Regions from separate parts of the Sus scrofa genome. Here region 1 is linked to region 2. The links are chromatin contacts, called in public targeted proximity ligation maps. All regions are on one chromosome and are shown on one strand. The core of a region is the stretch at or near the end of the contact, and the rest is flanking DNA. Distances in the headings are between cores, read along the strand shown.

The links.
Region 1: a targeted proximity ligation map of alveolar macrophages shows a contact between it and region 2. A contact is called at or near these places in 3 of 5 promoter capture datasets (fetal liver, fetal skeletal muscle and liver), 18 of 47 Hi-C or Micro-C datasets (alveolar macrophages, embryonic fibroblasts, epiblast stem cells and 10 more) and 2 of 2 datasets of targeted methods (alveolar macrophages and skeletal muscle).

What each region holds. Positions count from the first base shown.
Region 1 is chr5:22,734,751-22,739,366 of Sscrofa11.1, reverse strand. GLI1 (GLI family zinc finger 1) reads right to left here and starts at 2,659. Exons shown (of 12, transcript NM_001256593.1): 1 at 2,632-2,659.
Region 2 is chr5:22,578,566-22,583,776 of Sscrofa11.1, reverse strand. It overlaps R3HDM2 (R3H domain-containing protein 2), which reads left to right. Exons shown (of 25, transcript XM_021091859.1): 13 at 1,104-1,336; 14 at 3,516-3,682. Among named protein-coding and RNA genes, the nearest start is that of STAC3, 25 kb to the right of the region's middle.

The sequences.
Region 1 (4,616 bases), core at 1,410-3,909, 160 kb before region 2:
CGGAGGATCTGCCCTTCTCTAAGGCAGAAAACTGTGTGGAAAGGCGTAAGATTTCTGAACGGAGTCTCCGGGGTCTCTCGAGTACACAGGTTGGAAGCTGGTGTTATTCAGGAATAGTTTGAAGCTGGGCAGCCGCCTAACCTTTTTGGTCTGTTTTGGGGTAACAGGAACGGGACTGTGAGGGAACGCTCTGGGAGAATTAAAAACAAAAAGTCATCATCCATCAGAGGAGTAGTGAGGAATAAGTAGGTGCCGCTGTCCGCTTTCCTCCTCAAACTCCAGTTTAGTTCCATCCCGGGTTTTCCGGCCTCCCAGGATTGAGGGTGGGGTGGGGCGGGGTAGGGTGGAGAACGACCGGGAGCGGGCCGGCCGGCGCGGTGGGTGATCCCGGGATGCTGGGATTTAGGGTGAGGGCGGGGTAAGATGGGGAGCTGAGCCCGGACCCCATGACCCAGCCCGAGCCCCATCCTAGGCTGTACCCTACCTAACACCTCCTTTCCCAGCGGAGACCCAGATCCAGATCCCGCAACCAAGACCTCCCAACTCGACCTTGGGCACTACGTTGCGGGGGCACAGCTGGCTGGCAGCTGGACGGGGGGACACTTCTCCCGCCTCCTTCCTCTATGACTCACCTAGGCGAAGGAGGCGGGAGCTAGCAAACGACCCCCCAAAACTAAAGAGACTCCCCCAAACATGCCTACTCAGTCACCTTCCTGCCCACTACCCAGCCACAGGGGAGCCCGAGATGGAAACAGGGAGATACCCCTTCCCACCCAAGCGTGCCGCAGCCCACCCATGTCTCCCCTTCACACTGCTGAAAGGAAAATTTCGGCAACTTTTCCAGCTTCAGAAAATTAAGTTTTTCTGGGGTGTGGATGAGCGAGCAGGACGGGGCAGGGAGCTTAAGGGTTCCCTCGCTAGAGCCCTGAATCATCTTCTGTCTCTCCCAACTTTCCAGAGTCCCCCCTCGCACCCCCGCTCCCCAACTCCCAAGAGTCGGCCCCGCCCCCTTCTCCGGGTCCCGCCTTCCCCGCCCCCGTGCCTCCTCGGCCCACCCAAGTCGCCGCCGCAGGCTCTGGCTGCAGACCGCTCCGCTTCCCCCGCCCGCCCCGGGAGCCTAGTCGAGCGAGCCGCAGCGGAATGGGGGGGGGGGTGGATTGAGAGGCGGGACACATTCTTCCCTCCTCCCCTCAGTGCATCCAGAGAGCTGGCATTGGCCCGTGGAGGTGGGGGGGCACTGTTGGATAGTGGGAGTCCCCTCGGTGGGATGGAAAAGAAGAATCCAGAAACTGTAGCGAGAGAAAGTGATTAGGGTAAATAAAATAAGGTGTGTCTGGGGAGGGGGAGGGGCCAGGACACCTTAGGTTCCTGGGTATTCCAACTGGCTTCCTAAGGGTTAACGTCTGGAGACCCCCGGGAACCCCCTAGTGACGTCAAGGGCGGGGTCTGTGCCGCCCGGCAGGGGATGCCTGGTAGATAAGGGGGGGGTGTCTCTGGACCCCGCCCCCCAAGGTAAAACCACCCTTATTTCTGCCCTTACAACTGCCCCCGGACCCCCACCACCGGAAAATCGCCCTGCCTTCTCCCTCTACCGGACTGCAAAAACCTATCCATGAAGACCCCAGTTCCCCAAGTCCCTAAACCCTTCAGTCCCCAGCGTCTATGGGATACCCTTTCCCTAATCCTGTCCCCAAAGCTAGCTGCCCAGGGCGGATTGTTTCGGGGTCACAGGGCCTGAAAGAGGCTTCAAAGCGGGGAGCAAGGGCAGGCAGGGTGGTCTGAGACAGAGGAGGGGCCTCGGTCCCCAGCTCCCGTTTGGGAGGGGGGCCAACAGCGACGCACAGGCTGGCAGTGGCCAGTGGTCCCGCCCCATCCCAGTAGGGGTCTCCCTGTGGCTGGCCCCAGCTGCTCTGGTGGTCTTGAGGTCAGAGGGTCAAGACAAGGTCTCCTCCGCTCCTCCTTAGCACCCTGCTCACAGCCCCTTGGGACCCAAGAGTCCAAATTCCTTGAGGAGTCTTTCTAGGGCCTAAACCGGAGACTGTCTCCAGAGGCCCCCTTCATAGTCCAGAAGACAATTCCTTTAACCCAAAACACATGCACCAGCAAGCACATCTGTCACAAGACAGGTCAGAGGTTCAAGCCCAGCCGCCTCCCGGTGGTTTTGTCGCCTCACACACACCCATCCCCACCCCATCTAGGACTCTCTCCTTAACTGTTCCCTCCTTTCAGAAACACTGATGTCTTCCAGTCCCTAGCTCCCACCTGGAGTACCCTCTCTACCACGCAGACCTCCAGCTAGCCATCCTTCCAGCCTCTTCATCCCAACCTCATTAAAGTGCGATGTTTCTAATACATGGGAGAGGCGGAGACAGACAAAGAGATCCACGGTTGCCTGAGACAGAGACACACAGACTGTCAGAAGAAAAAAAAAAGATAGAGAGAAAGGAAGATACATTTGAAAAAAATCTCCAAACTTTCTAACATCTTACCCCAGGCTCTCCCACCCCTATTTTGCCTCTGTGCCCGGGGTCTCTCTGTCGGCTGGGCAGAGTCCCTCGCAAGCAAAGCATCCCCTCAGGCCCCTTCCCCCACCGCTCCCAGGTGGTCCCCCCCGCCTACCCCCCTTCTCACCTCTGTCTGGGCGCAGGGCTCGGGATGCGCGGTCCAGGGCTGGAGTCTGGGCTGGGGGGTGTGCGGTGGGGAGGGGGGGGCGGACAGGGCTACAGCAGCGCAGCGTCAGTGCCACCCCGCCCCCCAACCTGGCCCCCAGCCCTCCCGCCGGCCCAGCCCGCCGGGCCGCGAGCCGGGACCACCCGCGAGAAGCGCAAAGTTTTTTTCCCCCTTTTGCAAAAACTTTTTCTCGCTCTAGCCACTGGCGCGCCGCCGCTCTTCCCGCTCGCCCCTCACCTCCCTCCTATTTCCCTCCTTGCAGTTCTGAAGGATAAGGCGGGGTAGCTGGAAGCGAGAGAGGGGGTGCCGGGCTTATTGCACCCCCAGGACCCCCAGGATCCTCCCCCTCCCTAGAGGGACCCTATACTGCCTAGCACCCCCCCCCCCCCCCCGCTGAACACGCTGCTGGTGGTGGGCAGTAAATCCCGGCATGGATCTCTGGATGGGCTGCCCACGAAGAGGCCCTGAATAGGAACCAGAAAAAAACAAATTGAGAAATATATTGGGGAGGGGAGGGGGGAACTCGAGGAAAAAAAACCTCGTCGGAGAAAGATAATATTGGAAGTAGACTTTAGTTAGTGCTAACTGAGCATTCCGCCATCCTGTAGTTTTTCTGCCAGCCTCATCCTCTAGATGAAACATGGAGGGATTAGGGCAGATTCGGGGTTTGGTGGAAACAGGTTTGGGACAGAGTTGGATTGGGGACCCTGGGCGGAAGGTGAGGGGGTCCACGGAGCATAAAAGGCAGGAGCAGCGGCTGAGGCTCTGGGTGCAGGGCACGTGTTCAAAAGGTTGCTAAGGAGCCCTGAGACCGAAGCACTGTTTCCCCAAGAACCGCACCTCTCCATCTCCGAAGTTCTGGAAACTGGGGCCACCTCTGCACCTCTCTACGCTGCCCGCTCTCTTTCTGCTCGTCATGGCTGTCTGCTCCCTCTGCTGGTCTTTCTGGCACATGACACCCTCTTTGAGTCTGGAGGCAGAGGAGACTTGGGGGAGCTAAGGAGTAAAGCTTAATAGGTTCCCCCCACCAAAGCCGAGCTGGGAGCCCATGGAGGGGTTGCATAAACCCAAAGAAACAGAGAAGCACAGTGGCCGAGGCAGCTACCGCAGAGCAGTAGTGTCTGGTAGGGGAGTGCCCTTGTCCTTCTGGGTTTGTGTTGCCATGGTTACCGGATGCAGGGGAAGGGGCAGCTATTTTAGTCTCTCAGACCTTTATGAGAAAGAGGAGAAGGCACGGTGGGGGGAAGGAGTCCTTCACTTTTCTGCCACCCCTCAGTTAGAACTCCCACATCCTAGTTCAGTTTCCAAGAACCACCCCTCCTTGGGTCTGGAGGGTCAGGGAGTTAACTGTTGGGTCTGAGGGTCAAGGGGAAAGGTGAAGCTAGGAAGAGGTCTGAGGCCTGACAAATATATGTAGTAACTGTGGGAGGACAGATAAGAAGCCCTATTTGAGCCTCCCTCCCCCACATGACTTTGACCCAGACATCAGCTATACCCATATGGTCAGACAAGACTAATGATGACTAGAAAAGAAGGGATCCTACACATGCACTGCTTGCCTCTCCCCAACCAAGACTCTAGATCAGCGACTCTCAAACAACTTGGCTCCAATTACCCCTTTATGCTCTTAAAAATTATTGAGTTTTGTTTATCTGATTTATATCAATTTACCATATTAGAAATTAAAACTGACGAAAAAGTTTGTAACACAAGAATACACAAGTACACATCCCATTAACAAAGATGTCAGAAAGATGATGTAATCACATGTCCTACGGCCTCTGGAAATCTCCATTGTAGGCTTTGAGATATTGAAAATTAAAAAGGCAAATAACATCTTAGTTTTATCCTGAAAATAGTCTTGACCATGTGAAAGGGTCTCAGGGACACCCCCCTGCCCAGGGGGTTCCCAGGCCACACTCTGAGAAGCATTTGTCTGGGCCATC
Region 2 (5,211 bases), core at 2,402-4,901:
TTTTGTTTTGCTGGGTCAGATAGTGATGAAATGAGGGAACCCAAGAAACTATGATTTTTGCTCAGTAGCTCTGCACTATACATACCAAAATCTTTATAATTGTTGTCATTTGGTATCCTTAGGTCATCAGTTGCTGGGAGGTAGGGGATATGAAAGGCAAATTCCTGGTTCTTGGTTGCTTATTAATTAAGAGTTCAACAAGACTTAGGGTTTTCCTCAGGCTGATAACCTCATCTATCTTGAGGGGTACAGCTCTTGATAAGTACAGACAGTGATTATGGCATCAGGATAACCCTGGTATTTCCAGAGCAAAATAAAGAGATGAATCCCTTTTCTCAATAGACTTGTGCCTTGCCTACGGCAATAGGTTTATTAATATAGAAGCAAGCCTATGCTCTTTGCCCAAATCTTGAGGGCATATTTGCTTGATCATGCTGAGAGGGTCAGCCTTTAGAGACCCTGGAACCATTTGTTCCCAGATATCAACACAAAACTTCCACAAAACAAGTTGGGTTGATTCCAGACTATCAGACTAAGTTTTCCAGAATGCCCCTTTAGTCCACTACATTTTTCTTTCCAAACCTGGAAAAGTAGCCATAAGCAGCTCCTCTGCTGGTTTAAACATGTGTTTTGTGGAAGATGTGTTGTAGGATTTATCCATGACGTTGGCTACTCCTGCCTTCTAGAAACAGTAACTTCTAAGAGTCCTTTTATTTTAAGAACTCCCAGAAGGAACTGGTACCCCTCTGCTCCCCACTATTTCCTGCATGTGTGGGATCCTTGCAGGGCCAGGGGGGGAAAGAATTCACAGCCAATCTCAGCATCATGTGTGTGGTTTCCCATCCACCTCTGGTCTGATGTATTGAATTAGTTGCCAGTGCACTGTCTTCCAGATTTGCCTCTGTGCTCTTTGTTACTGTACTGGATCTGTTCTGTTTGCTCCCATGAAGTCTTGGTTGGCCAGCTAACTAACAAGAAGTCAGTGTCCATCCTCCCCCAACCCTCACCCCTTATTTGTTACTGAAAGAATAGAAATGAACTTTCTCTAGCCCTTCTTCTGAAATGGTAGGTGAGGGATGCTCTGACCACTGTGGTCTCCACAGGGGAAACCGTGAGGGGCTGAGCCGTACCTCAAGCAGCCGCCAGAGCAGCACAGACAGCGAACTCAAATCCCTGGAGCCACGGCCTTGGAGCAGCACAGACTCTGACGGCTCTGTCCGGAGCATGCGGCCCCCCGTCACCAAGGCCAGCAGCTTCAGTGGAATCTCTATCCTCACCCGGGGTGACAGCATTGGGAGCAGTAAAGGTGGCAGTGCTGGAAGGATCTCCAGGCCAGGTACCATAGCTTCTCTCCTTCCGTCATTTCTTATCTTCTGCAAAATATCACTGGTATTTACTTCTTTTCTTCTTTTTCGGCCATACCCATGGCATCTGGAAGTTCCCAGGCCAGGGATCAAATCCGAGCTGCAGCTTTGGCCTGCACTACAGCTGCAGCAACACTGGATTCTTAACCCACTGCTCTGGGCCGGGGATCCAACCAGAGCTGCCACAGAGAGAAGCTGGCTCATTAACCCACTATACCACAGCCGGAACTCCACTGATGTTTACTTTTAACAAAACACTTGGCCATTGGGAAACCTAACACAGCCAGATGAGGGGAAATTTGATTTCTTGGATCTGTTGTCCTTTTGAGTCCTTTTCTCTGATAGTCTTTCAAACCTTCTTTCCTAATTGAAAAACACCAATTGGAATTAGGTTATTTTATCTGATTTTTGACCGAGATAGGACATCCCTATCAGCCCAGGTTCTGGTTATGTACTAAAATGAGGGTGATAACTACTTTCATTCTTTGGCCCTTGAGATTATAGAGTGTTTATAGAGCAGACAGAATCGTTTGTAATTTTGTAATTAATTGGTAGCAGCCAGTAGGCTAGAACTTGAAGAAGTACTACTGTGGCTGCTTCTGTGGAGCCCAGTCACTGAGGAGTATGTGTTCCACCTGCCAGCCTGGTAACCATTCTTCAGCTCTCCTGAGCTGCTTTATAACCTTCATCTGTCCCTGCACTCTTAGCACAGGGTTATTTACCTCTTTTTGCTCATGGAGCCTCTATTTCACCATCCTCCTGCCTCTGAAGAATTACTTCATTTTCATCGCAGAAGTTCTGCAGGTCTTCCCTTCAAAAGACATCAGTAGTGGTGAAAATTTTGCCTCTGTTGGGTCTCTGTTGCCCTTTTCCGTTGACCTTTTTTTGGCCGCACCTGTCACTTGTGGAAGGAAATTCTGAGGCAGATCGAACTTGTACCACAGCAGTGACCTGAGCCACAGTAGTGACCTCACTGGATCTGTAACCCACTGAGCCGTAGGGGAACTCCCTGTTACCTCCTTTCTAATCCCACTGCCTCTGCCTTTATCCAGGCCTTTATTCAAGCTGGTTTCCCTGCTCTATCCTCATCCTTTTTGGAGCCAGTTCACTAATCTAAAACGTAGATCTAATCACATCGGTCCTGTCTTAAAAATATTCATGTTTCTGCATTCCCTGCATAATAAAACTCAAGTTTCTTAATATAACATAAGGTCCTGACTCCAGATTGCCAACTCAGTCTCATTTCTTGATGACCATCCTTCTCTGGCCCTCTGACCATTTCTTGAATATGGCATTAACTTTGTCCCCTCTTGGTCTGATAGACCTTCTATTCATCCTTAAAACCCATTTCTCTCGCCACTTCTTTAAATCCTTCCCTCTAACCCTCCCAAGAGTTATACTTCCTCATCTTTGCTTTCACACAATTTTGTTGTATCACTAATGGATCCCTTATCCTTATCAGATTGTAATCATTGTGTGGATGTCCATCTCCTGTTGGAAGAGCCTGTGCCACTTAAGGGCAAGGACTGTGTTCCCTTTACCTTTATGTCTTCAGTTTATTGTACGATGCCTATGCATAGTAAATATTCAGTAATAGCATTTTATGTAAATGCGTGCATCACTTGGAGAGCCTGGAAATGGGGGAAATAGTTAGATGAAGGTTGTGTGTATGTGTGTCCAAGGGCATGTACTTGGAATTTGCCTTCTCCGCAACTTTCATGAGATGCTACAAGTTGAGAAGAAATCAAAGAGAAGATAGGTCTTTAAAGGGACTAGGAATCTATAGCTTCCCAGGAAGCAGACGTTCATGTTTTCAGCTGTCTAATCATGATGGGCAGATTCTAGGTACCCCAGGGAAGATGCTTCAGCAGCCTCACATTTTGTTCATTTCCAAAACCAAACAGTGACAGTCAAGGTGGTTACTGTCCCTGAGGAGCAGAAACCTGCTAAGATGAGGACTCCCACCAGTAGGATAACTGAAGTGCATCTGTGCTTGTGCTTGGATCTCCCCAAGACAATGTGGGAATGGACAGAAGGGGAATGATAAGGAAAACAGTAAGGAAAGAGTAAAGCCTGGCAACTGTGCCCTCCAGGGGTGGTATGTTCATGACTTGTGCTTACAACTCTTGCTGGGTCTCCCCTTTGCCTTAGGTATGGCGCTAGGTGCCCCAGAAGTGTGCAACCAGGTCACCTCATCCCAGTCTGTCCGGGGCCTTCTCCCTTGTACTGCCCAGCAACAGCAGCAGCAGCAGCAACTTCCTGCTCTCCCACCCACGCCTCAGCAACAGCCACCCTTGAATAATCACATGATCTCACAGGTGAGTCACCACTCAGTGCCAGAGCCCCCTCTGCTCTGATTCAAACAAGCTCTGGAAGTACAGTCATGTCTCTTGTGCAGTGGGTGGCAGGAAAGATCTGTTTTTGGAGACATGCCACTCCATCCCCCATTTCTTGTTAGTTGTGGGGAGAAAAGACTAAGGGCAAAGGGTTGGCCAAAGTGCTCTTAGTAAAGTCAGCCTGGGAGTTTTTCTGCTTTATATTTCTTTCTTTTCCTCTTGAAAAATGTCAGCGGGATCTTTAACCCTAATCCACGTTTCTCCCCCCATCCTGTGTAATTAGCAAGGTGATTTTCCTCCCTGTATCCATACATGGAGCTCGAAAAGATTACAGTTCCCACCATAGTCTAGCTGAATGTGTTCATACGGCTGTTGATCCCTAAACAAATATTTATGTGTTGGGATTTGGAAGAACGGAAAGGAAACCACACTCATCAAGATCCCTGCCATACACCGTCACTGCTGTGACTTGGGGCACTGCTGTGGTACAGATGTAAGCCCTAGAACATCTGCATGCTATGGGCATGGCCAAAAAAAAGCACAAAACCCTCCAGCGTCTTTCTTTCCTGTGCCATAAAAGAGTTCTGCCTTTTTTTGGGGGGGGGAGCGCATGCCCACAGCATGCACAAGTTCTAGGCCAGGGATTGAACCCATACTACAGCAGCAACCTGAGCCACTGCAGTGACAGTGCCAGATCTTTAACCCACTGAGCCACACAGGAACTCCAGAAGAGCTCTTTCTCCTTCTGTTCTGGACTGTTGGATGTTGATACTAACTAGGGTTTGAAAACTAACTAGAAGTTTTGCTTCAGTGGAGAGACCATGCAAGTCATCAGCCTAACAATCAGATCCTGTTCTAAACTGGAACCTCAGTGTTCTAGGTTTAAAGTCTCCTTAATACTCTGAGGCAAGTTGTGCTGAGATCTTTACTTACTCTTTTTTTTTTTGATAAATTGGTTTTCATTTTTTATTGAAGTATAGTTGATTTACAGTGTTGTGTTAGTTTATCTTTACTTACTCTTTTCTTCCATGAATAGAGCCCTTCATGAATAGAATAAAGCCTGCACTTTATCCTGGAATATTCTTGATAGTCAGGAAGCCAATACGTCTATATTAGAATTCAAGTTCTCGTTTCACCTCCCAGATTCCCTCATTTCCCTGCTCAGTTAGTCCAGCTTAACCTCAGATATATCTCTTCCATAGGTACAAGAAGTAAGTCCTAAGCACTCATACCCTAGGAACTGGAAACTAGAGTGGAAACACCCCGGAACGGCCCAGTACGACCCCATTCATATATTGTGAAATGAAGCTAAAATAGAACATTGAGGATCTAGGAACCTCTGCTTTGTGGCTTAATGTAACCCACGTGCATGTCATTCCAAGTCCTTCATCTCAGTCCCTAGATCAGTTTCTCTATAGTCCTGACTTTCTTATTTTACCACCATATACCTACCACCTCATCAAGTCTCATTCACATCAGCTTACCTCCCTCCATACTGAAACACGGCATGT